3 separate regions of the Sus scrofa genome follow, and all the other regions are linked to region 1. Evidence: chromatin contacts called from public Hi-C data. All regions are on one chromosome and are shown on one strand. Each heading gives the region's core, a stretch centred on a gene start, on an enhancer-like site or on the middle of the called end of the contact. The rest is flanking DNA. Distances are from core to core; before and after follow the strand shown.

Region 1 (3,331 bases), core at 334-2,833:
GGTGATAAGCAAATGGACAGGAGGAAGGAGATGATGATGGCAGGACCAGAGGAGCCAGCACGTTTGCTGAGTGACTCTCTGTGACAAAAACACCAGGACCACTAGGGCTCACCGACACAGAAAGGAGTCAAGTGGCTGTGCAAGGTCACACAGTGAGCTCGCAGGTCTAGAAGAAAGGCTGACCAGGGGTTGGAAGAGAATGATGGCTGAGCAGACAGGACCTGCAATGGGGCATGGGGTGAGCTGCCACTCTTTCCTCTGCAACTCACCCTCTGCCCGTGGGGAGATTTCACAGCCCACCCAGTGCCCCCCACATACGTCTTGCATCACTGCTCTGCCAGCACCCCCATCCCCCACCCAGGGCTGTCTTCAGACACACAGCAGAGCCTGCATCCTCGCGGCCAGCCCAGCCAGGGCCACCAGAGCCTGAACTAGTTGTCTTCTTCAGCACGGCCACAGGTGTCCCAGCCATGCTGGACGTCCCCTCACCAGAGGCAACCCCCTCACCCCCTGCCTCAGTATCCACCTGGAGCCAGATCAGATTCAGTGGCTTCTGCCCTGTTCTCACTCAAGTGGGGCCATGACTTAACCTATGGGTCAGAGCGTCCCAGGAACTGGACCCCCTGCCCATTGGCCTAACACAGGTGGGACTCAGGCCCACACTCAGGGGAAAGTGTGGCTCAGCTAGGGAAGGGAGCCCCACCATAAGCAAGTGGGCCTGCACACACAAGGCCCAGAGAAGGGGCAGAGTCCTAGGGGCCTCAGGAGGCTGGGACTCAGCTATGGGAGACGGGGGCATCAGGCAAGCAGAAGCACCTGGGAAGGGCCAGCGCTTTGCAAAGGCTGTTGCTGCTACAATAATGGTACCAGGCACAGAGAGCAAACTGCTCAACCGCCTTCATCTCTGCAGAATGGGGTTGTCAACTAAAAAATAAGCACAACCAAAAGGCTGAGAGCTATGTTTTCCTCGGGGAACAAAATTGAGGACTTACGTCCAGGACACAGCATCTCAGATAGCTCTGAGACAGCTCAGAGGAGGCAGGGGGGGTGCCAGGAGATACAGGAGTTTTGCAACAAAGGGCAGGGCATCGGAACAAAAGATTACTGTCGATAAAAGAAAATTAGGTATCTCGGGAGTTCCCGTCGTGGCGCAGTGGTTAACAAATCCGACTAGGAACCATGAGGTTGAGGGTTCGATCCCTGCCCTTGCTCAGTGGGTTAACGATCCGGCGTTGCTGTGAGCTGTGGTGTAGGTCGCAGACGCGGCTCGGATCCCGCGTTGCTGTGGCTCTGGCGTAGGCCGGTGGCTGCAGCTCCAATTCGACCCCTAGCCTGGGAACCTCCATATGCCGCGGGAGCGGCCCAAGAAATAGCTAAAAAGACAAAAAAAAAAAAAAAAATAGGTATCTCGAGTTAAGGAATGCAGCGCTTTTCTGTATATGGGAAAACACATGTCAGGGCTCACTGAAATCATTCCTGTGATTTGCAGTTCAGCTCTCTGGGACCTGCATCCTGTGCTTCCCAACCTCAGGGCTCACCGTCCAGAACAGCTGCAGTCCGACGGCCGCTAGATGGCAGGTGTTCTTTGTTTCCTCCCTGGGTTCCCTTGGGGCTCACCGGCTCTCGCAGCTGGAACCACTGATCGCTGTAACCTCCTTTGCTTATTGACACGGCAGGCGATATTTTCTTTCTCAGGGTGACAGCAAAACCTAGCTCTTGGAACACCTGCGGGCGCAAGACTCTATGCACTTAGGCTGCCTAAAGGCCCCTAGGCCGCCTCTGGCCCTGGCTGCCCCCTGGGCCCAGCGCACCATTTCTGAGCTCAGACCACCCGTGGGCGGGATGGCTTCCGCCTGCATCCCTGGGCTCCTGGGACGCCGCTCACATGTTCCTGGCCTCCAGCTCTGGGCCTGCACCCAGCCCCGCAGAGCTTCATTCTTCCTCCCTTTAATCACCAACTCTCCGCTCAGGCCCCCGCCCCCACGCGGGAGTTATGAAAGGAATGTACCAATTCCAGCCCCAGCGCGCCCAGGAATGCGGCCGCCCTCCCGGCGGAGCTCCGCCCAGAACCCGCCCAGGCTCCGCCTCAGCAGTGGGAGAGCGCGGGCGCGGGAAGCTTGCAGGTGGTGGTGGGGGGTGCTCCAGGGGCGCGCTGGCATGGTGCGCACACCTGAAATGTGCCTGTGCACGCGGAGGGGGGACACGCGGGCTTTATGCACATGCAGCACTCTTAACCGCCGCAGGCTCGTGGTCTCCTCACACAGTGAGGCCAAACAAACCAGGGTTTGGAGTACAGAAGGGTTTACTGCAGGGCCAAGCGAGGATAGGGGTGACTCATACCCTAAAAAGCCCCCGAACTCCCCACAGGATTTCCCCGAAGCATTTTGAAAAACCCGGGGAGGGAAGAGAGTTTCGGGTTCGCGATCAGCTCCTGCACAGACTGGTTGATGGGTGGGGTCACAGCAGGGTGTCACACAGGTTAACAGAATCAGTTCTTAGGCTTCTGGAGGTCTGGGGCTACCTGCTCAAGGTCATCAGCTAGTTAACATCATCTATTTGGTGGAGGGAGGGGAGTGTTTCACATCTGTAAAACATCTCAGGAAAAGATACTCTTTTCTAGGTAACTCTGTGGGAGTTAAAGCAAAGGATGTGCGAGAAGGCCCCATAGGGTCCTGTTCAGTTACAGCACTGCAGGTGGGATGCACACAAGGTATATATGCCAGACACACCAGGCTCTCCACAAACAAATACACATAGCAGGGTGTTTGCACTCACAGAGATGTGCACGCCCACGACTCACACACATTGCAGTGGAGAGCACACAAAATACAGCACATCAAAGGTACACAGATGTGAGTGGTGTCATGTGCCCACACAGAGACCACCCCCACCCCCCCCGCCCCTCCGCTGCCCCAAGCAGGACCAGCTTCAGTCTCCTTTGTGGACTGGCCAAAGGCAGAGGGCCCTGAAGTCCCAGGCAGAGATCACCATGCCCAGCTCCCCAAGCAGAGCAGCAACTATATCTCCCTCCCCGGACAGCCAGTGCCAGCCTGGCTGGCCTGGCCTTAGGGCCTGAGGCCTCCTGGGAAGTGCTGTACCTGGAGGAGGCTGGGGGCTGGGATCCTTCCTCCAGGGCTCCGGCTAACTCAAGTTTTGTTTGTGCCTTTGTGTGTTTGTGTCGAATCAGAATGTGAGGGCCTAAGGAATATGGCCTGGAGCAAGGGCGGGCCTATAGGGGCCCTCAGTCCAGCCCCAAAGCTCGATCCTCAGGGCAGCCAGCCAGCCTTCTGGTCCCTGTGGGCTCCAGCACCTCCATGGGCACGCTCCCCCT
Region 2 (3,331 bases), core at 309-2,808, 54 kb before region 1:
CCTGTTGTTTAAGGCCCCAGCCTGGGGCGGAACTTCGTTACAGCAGCTCTAGGAAATAAAACAAGGAGTTTCTGCAGAACCAGGGAAGTCTGAGATTCCTGCTTCATGGCTGATTTAGAATCACTGTGCGCCTTGATAACATCTAGACCTCACTGCCACAGGTGCCCAAGGCTGCCTGTGACGCTGAGAGACCCCAGCCCAGCACTTACTGTTATGCAAAGACAGGTCCTTGGACAGGGTAGGAAGCAGGATCTTGGACATCCGGGCAAAGGAGGAAGCTCTCACTGAGAAACTTGACATTGGCTAAAGGAGATTCCAACCTGGGGAGAAACACACTGCTTGAGCCAAGCAGTCCCCAGTCCCCTGCCCGGCAGTGACTGAGAACAGCTAGCATTTACTGAGGGCTCACCAGGTGCCCAGCACCTGCAGCTCCTTGCTCCCACCCCCCATCCTCTCTCCCCTCCTGGGCCCCATTCCAGCAGCTGTGCCTCATCTCTGTTCCCAGGGCCTGCCAGCCCTGGTCTGCCCCAGCTCTGTCCTCTCCCGCACCCAGATCTGAACTCAAGCCTCACTCCTTCCAGGAAGTATCCTCTCAACACTCCATCCACTCCCATGTGACCTCATTTTCTTTTCTTCTCTGCAATTACCAATGTTTGATTTATCACTTAAAAAAGCAATTTCTTGCCTATCTTCCCCCTAGAATGTAAACTCCATGAAAACAGGCAGCTACCCATTGATTTGCAGCCCAGTGCTCATCAAGCCTCCGGTAAGAGCTTGGAGCTTCTTAACTGTTTACTGAACAAGTGAGTTTTCTTTTTGCAGAAGAGAAACCTAAGCAGAGATTCAGCAGGCTGTTCAAAGTCACACACCCGGAAAGGGCCAAGGCTGGACTCCACCCCAAGATTCCTCGACTCCAAAGCCTACTTACACCCGTTGGCGCGGGCTAGCACTACCAGGCCTCCCAACAACCCCACCTTGGCCATCTGCTGTATGGCAAGGGTGCACGGGCCTGGAGCTAGGGAGGGATGGCTAGCTGGCTGAGTATGTGATACAGCTGGTACACTGCGAGTAAGGAGGGCCCCTGCAACCAAGGCTTGGAGGGGCGCTCTAGGTGTCTGCCCCTACCCCTACAGCCTCCCCCCCGCCCCGCCTCCCCCCCACCTCCCCCTACCTCTCCTGCCCGCCTCCCCCACCTCGCCCCGACTGCCGCCCCACCGCACAAACCCCGCCCCTACCCCGCACGACTGCCCGCCCCGCCCCGCCAGCACACAACGGACCCCGACCAAGCATACCCCCGTCTCACTTGCAGCCCCCACTACCCCGCACACACCCCATCCCGACTCCGCGCGCCCGCCGCCTAGCCTGCCCACCCCTGCACACACCCCGCCCCGACCCTGCGCGCCCCCGCATCCAGGTCTGGCGCGCCCTCACCGGCCCCGCACGCCTGCGCTCGCTCAGAAGTCTCAGAGCCGCTGAACCCGACTCTGCGCACGCGCGCGCCCAGGCGGTCAGTTTACGTCGTCAAGGCAACCGTTCTCCTGGCGGGCGGGGTTGTGACATCACAAAAGTCGCGGAGGGCCGGCAGCTCCCTGGCCGCAGGAGGGCAGCGCGTGACCGCTTGGAAGCAGCCGGCTCCCCGGTTCCTGGGTTTCCTTACTCTGTCATCATTTTACGCCCCTCCGGCTCTTTTTCCTTCATTTTCTGGCTGATTCTTTCACTGTGCACCAGGATGCACGTAGTACAGAGACAGACCTGATCATTCCCGTGGAGTGGACCTCACTTTCTTAAAGTGTGCCTCTTAAAGTGTGGTATCGGGCCACAGCATCTCAAATGCTGGGAACTCGTTAGAAAAAACAATGCTCTGCTGGACCCCGAAGCAGAAACTCTGGGGGCAGGCAGATCCGGGGATCTGGGCTGTGACGAGATCGCCTGGTGATTGCTATGCTAGCTCAGGTTGAAGAACCACTGCCCCTTAGGGTGCCAGAGACATATAATAAAGGCAGAGTTTTTGTCTAAGTTTATAAACAGAGGGCGGGACCCCCGTTTGATTGCCCAGGTTCACCAGCTGTTGTGGCCATGGGCACCAGGGGCTGCCTTCCTCGCCTCTCTGGCTCAGGGCCCTGTTTCACACCACACAGCAGGAGGCCCGTCCTTGAATTTGACCATAGTCACCCAGCCCTGCTCACATATCTGGGAAATTTATAGATTGAGCTGGGGGCAAAATCAGGGCAGGGAGCCCAGTTCTGCCAGGGGAGCGGAATCACCCTCCCTGAATCACCCTCGGAGTGCCAGGACCTCACGGGCAGTAACTACAGTGTGGGGGCTTCCAATCTGTTAAGCCACACATGTGGTGTGTGTGTGTGTGTGTGTGTGTGTGTGTGTGTGTATGTGTATACACGTGGAGGGTATCAGCAGCTGGAATCAGATACCCTGGACAGACGGTCCCCCCACTCAGGCAGCTTGCCATTCTAATGACCCAGCCACCACCTATCTTGGCAGCCTGGCGTCCTTCCGAGCTATCAGAGCACGTTGCTGGGCATAGGGTTAGGGGCCAGCAGCCACAACAGGCTTTGATGAGGGTGACTGAGGAGGGAGAGCACAGTTCTGAGAGGATTTCTCTCAAACACCACACGAGTTCTTAATGGGACTTCAGAAATCTGGAAAAGAGACAAACCAAAAAGGAGAAGACGGGGTAGCAGCCAGAGTTACTGGGATCAGAAACAGAAATCAACAATAGCCAATTAGGGAAAAAGGCCAGGGCACTTACCCCTGCTGCACAGGGTGGGAGCCAGGCTGGGAGATGGTGTGGCCAGCAAGCCCAAAGCTGCAGCAGGCATGTCATGGGGGAGGCACACCTGATGTGACTCTGACCCGCAACACCTGGGTCACCTGTCCACACTCTGTGTCTCAGGGTCCCACCTCCACCCTGGCGGCAAGCGGGGTGGGGAGAGCTTCTTCAGTGATAGGTGGGGACTCCAAAGACAGGGGCCCCCAGCCCAGGAGAGTGTCAGAGGTGCAGGTGGTGCCCAGGAGAACTGGAGCTGGTGTGTTTCCATGATGCCAGGTCTCAGGTCACTCCTGCCAAGCCGCCTTTGTGCCTGTGCTTCTACTCTCCCCTTTTTGAGGGAATGTCTTTATTCTGCCATCAAACTGCTGCTGTTACCAAACTCAGGTTCAGCTACGTGCCACTCGGGAATGCCACACCAACAGGTGTTGGGTAAAAGGAAAGACAGATTTATTGAGAGAGCCAGCAATCCTGGGGAGAAGGTGAACCAAAAACCAACTCCCCACTCCCCAGATTTTGCCTGGAGATTAAATAGGGGAAAGAGGA
Region 3 (3,331 bases), core at 573-3,072, 36 kb before region 1:
GGCCCTGAGAGGGCCCAGCCATGTGCCCAAGGCCTCTCTCCCAGGCCTGGGGCATCACCAGGACAGGTTATGGGTGGGAGGGGTCCCTCCACAACTGTAGCATCCAACCTGTATGTGGTCCTGAGTGACACCCCCTCTCCGAGCAGCTGCCTCATCTGTAACGATGCCTCCCAGTGGGGTGAAGATAAAAATGAGCCTCTGGGAAGTGCCACGAAAGGGGGGCCCATTGGGCTTGGGCCAGGATGAGGGTAGTGGCAGGCAGAGGCATGCTGGGCAAAGACCAGGAGAGGGGTCAGGCTGCCTGCCATTTGGTAGGACACAGCCAGTTACCAGTGACTACAGGGGACCACGGGACTTCAGGCTCCTCACAGCCTCCAGTCTGTCGGCACTGCCTCCCCCAGGATGAAAAAGCTGTCACGCTCTGTGTAGAGGAGTCTGTGGGGCACAGAGAAGGCGAGAAAGGGCACAGAGACCTGGAGGGACAGGATGGGAAGAGACAGGAAAAAGAGGCATATTTCCTAGGATTCATTAAAATGAAAAATGAAACAGAAATGCTGAGCAGAATTAGGCTGGGCAGAATTTTTGGTTTTTTTCGGGGGGTGGGGACTGTACCTGTGGCATATGGAGGTTCCCAGGCGAGGGGTTGAATCAGAGCTATAGCTGCAGGCCTACACCACAGCCACAGCAATGCCAGATCCGAGCCGTGTCTTCAGCCTACACCACAGCTCACGGCAACGCTGGATCCTTAACCCACTGAGCAAGGCCAGGGATCGAACCCGCAACCTCATGGTTCCTAGTCGGGTTCGTTAACCACTGAGCCACAACGGGAACTCCTGGGGGGTGTACTTTTAGGAGAATTACAAGAAAGCTTCCGACAGGGTCATCACCATCCTCATCACCAGTCTCCTCCCCTCAGGCTCCTGGTGGCAGCAGGAGCTGCCTCCCTGGCACTGCTGGCTGTACAGGGAGGGGCTGCCGGAGGCAGAGCCCAGCGCGGGCACCGACTTAAGGGCCCAGACCCATGGCATTCCAGAGAGCCTGGACAGGTCCTGACCATGAATCCCTTCCCTAGCAATGTCCTGGGGAGGAACAGAAACGCTCTCCACCTCCCCGTCCAGGAAGGGAAAGGATGTGAGCTCCATAGAATGAGCTCTCGGCCCACCATTCTGGTTGTCTGGAAGATGCCTGCTCACCCTCTCTCCTTACCAGCTGTATCTGGGAGCACCGCAGCCTCAAGAGTCTGTCTCTTCATCTGTAAACTGTTGGCCAAGAATCCATAGGTGTGGGTAAAGGACGCGCAGCGCGCGCGGCACCCTCAGTTCACTTGTCTCCTGGACAGGTCACTCTGCGCCTTGCGCTTCCTGTCTCCCGGGGAGACTGCTGCCAACCCCAGCGAACGCCCGGCAAGGGGACTGGCTGCTCACCTAATGCGCGCCCTCGTTTCTCCAGCAGCGTCCCTGATAAATCCTCGCTTTACCCGTTGGCCCGCTGCGGGATGTAGGTGGGAGCTGGGGAGGCCGCGGTTGCCCCGCCGCTCCAACCCCTCGTGGGCCCTTCTCCGAGGCCCAGGCCAGTGCCACGTTCTCACCTGGGTTAGAACTTAAGGAGTAGACACCTCAACCGCTGCGAGTTCACTGCAAAGGGTGTGAGCCAGGAGGGGGCGGGGCCGGGGGCGCGGCTCTGAGTCCCGGTGGCCGCGGGCCGTGGGCGGGGCCATGGGCGGAGCGCGGCGCGTGACGCGTGTCTCGGACCAATGGGGCGCGCGCCCACGGCCGAGCCTCCTGCGAGCCTTCGCGGCGCCCGCCGCGTCACGTGAGCCCGGAGAGTGAGCGCGGAGCAAGCGGCGGCGGCGGGGCTCCGCCGCAGCAACGCGGGCCCGGGCGAGCTCGAGCGGGTGCAGGACGCGCTGCCGCCGCCCCCAAAGCAGCCCGCGGGGCCCAGGACCGCCGGGCCTGGCCGCCGGCCGGCCGTGCGCCGAGTTCAGGTGGGAGCGGCACGGTGCGGCCGGATACGCCGAGAGCCGGCCTGGCGCGCAGGGAGCTGCCGGGGGGCGGGGGGTGGGGGGGCGCGGGGGGGGCGAGGGGCGCGGGCGAACCTCTAGGCGCGAGGCCTGGCGCCCGCACAGCTGTCCTGGGATCCGCGTGAGCGTCCCAGGAAATGTCGGAGGAGCAAGGTAGCGCCGCGCTGGGCCAGGAGCGGACAGCTGGTGGCAGAGCGACCCCACGTGCCCAGCCGCACTTTCCCTGCACGGGTCAGTCCGCTGCCTCGGCGCCTGCCGCGCGTGTCCGTATGCGCGACGAGAGCGGGCCTCCCATATGGCAGGCGCGGCGGGGCCTGCGGGCGGGCGGGTGCGCGGCGGGGAGGGGTGGAGGGGTTACTGTCGGTCACCTCAGCCGGCCCGGGGGAGGGGGCGCGGGCCGAGGGCTCGGTGCTCCCGGGGCGGCGCTCCAGGCTCCCCGCGCCTCCCCTTCTCGCGCACGTTCCCACACATGCGGGGGCACCACGCGGCCCCACGCGCGAGTGTGTCTCGGACGCCTCCTCCGACTCTCACCACGCCCCGCACACGCAGTCACACGGCACGAAGTAGCACCCCCTGCGTCGTTAGCAAAGCAGGGAGTCCACCCCGCCCGCGGAGAAGATCCGTTCCCTGTGGACCCTCCCCCCTCCCCCCCAAGGAGAGGTTGTTTTCTCCCCCAGTCCGCGGGCGTGACAAAATCCCCAAGTGCCTGGGCCCCTCGGATCACTTTCTCCCTAAGGGCCAGGTGGCTCGTGGGGAGACCGGCCGCCCCACAGGTGCGAGGACGCTAGGCTCATGACTTTAGGACCGGCGGGGCGGCGGGGGAGCAAAGACTCTTATTTTGAAGAGCGGCCCCGGCCGGCTGCCCCCGTGATTTGCACGCTGACCCAATGGAAGGCCCTTGGCCGGCGCTCGGCTTGTTATCAATTACATGTTGTTCCTGCAGCCGCTGTGTCCCCGGGAGGATAAACAGCAGGCCTGGCCGGGCCGGGTAGGGGCGGAGTCCAGCCGTGGCCGGGGACCGGTGCCCGGAACAGGGCGTCCCTCCCCCTGCACGCAGCCTGCTGTGCCACGTGCTGCTATGCCGGGCGCCCTACAGCCCCCGCTGCCTCTCAGTGCTCTGGGTCCACCCAGGCTGCTGAGCTCTGCATTAGGACCCTGCCCGCCTGATCCTGGCCCTCTGTTCCTGGTCCCACCCCTGCTCCCTTCCCTTTCGCTCAGTCAGCAAGTTGTGCCGGGTCCTGATTCGGACTCTGGGATAAGTGTCGAAATGGCTTCTATTCTGGAGGGGAGGTAGACAGAAAATGAAGCACA

The links. Hi-C and Micro-C count contacts between places; a contact is called where the count stands out from the background.
Region 2: a contact with region 1 is called in a Hi-C map of skeletal muscle, with 5 times the contacts expected there. The contact joins the promoter of CFAP100 here to the enhancer-like site in region 1. A contact is called at or near these places in 3 of 5 promoter capture datasets (fetal liver and liver), 24 of 47 Hi-C or Micro-C datasets (adipose tissue, alveolar macrophages, brain and 10 more) and 1 of 2 datasets of contacts at active chromatin or transcription factors (skeletal muscle).
Region 3: a Hi-C map of liver shows a contact between it and region 1, with 6 times the contacts expected there. The contact joins the promoter of KLF15 here to the enhancer-like site in region 1. A contact is called at or near these places in 2 of 5 promoter capture datasets (both in liver), 16 of 47 Hi-C or Micro-C datasets (brain, embryonic fibroblasts, fetal liver and 7 more) and 1 of 2 datasets of contacts at active chromatin or transcription factors (skeletal muscle).

Annotation. Positions count from the first base shown.
Region 1 is chr7:53,853,128-53,856,458 of Sscrofa11.1, reverse strand. No RefSeq gene overlaps it. Among named protein-coding and RNA genes, the nearest start is that of KLF15, 36 kb to the left of the region's middle. Within about 2 kb of position 1,583, at least 57 of the 83 cell types and tissues checked have an H3K27ac peak or open chromatin away from gene starts, as enhancers often do. A contact at or near this core is called in adipose tissue, brain, embryonic fibroblasts and 7 more, where this site is marked.
Region 2 is chr7:53,907,580-53,910,910 of Sscrofa11.1, reverse strand. It overlaps CFAP100 (cilia- and flagella-associated protein 100), which reads right to left and starts at 1,558. Exons shown (of 15, transcript XM_021098950.1): 1 at 1,432-1,558; 2 at 210-320. The coding sequence starts at 300. It overlaps LOC102164647 (a long non-coding RNA gene), which reads right to left. Exons shown (of 3, transcript XR_002345796.1): 3 at 3,214-3,331.
Region 3 is chr7:53,889,049-53,892,379 of Sscrofa11.1, reverse strand. KLF15 (Kruppel like factor 15) reads left to right here and starts at 1,822. Exons shown (of 3, transcript NM_001134349.2): 1 at 1,822-1,984. LOC102164647 (a long non-coding RNA gene) reads right to left here and starts at 1,731. Exons shown (of 3, transcript XR_002345796.1): 1 at 1,207-1,731.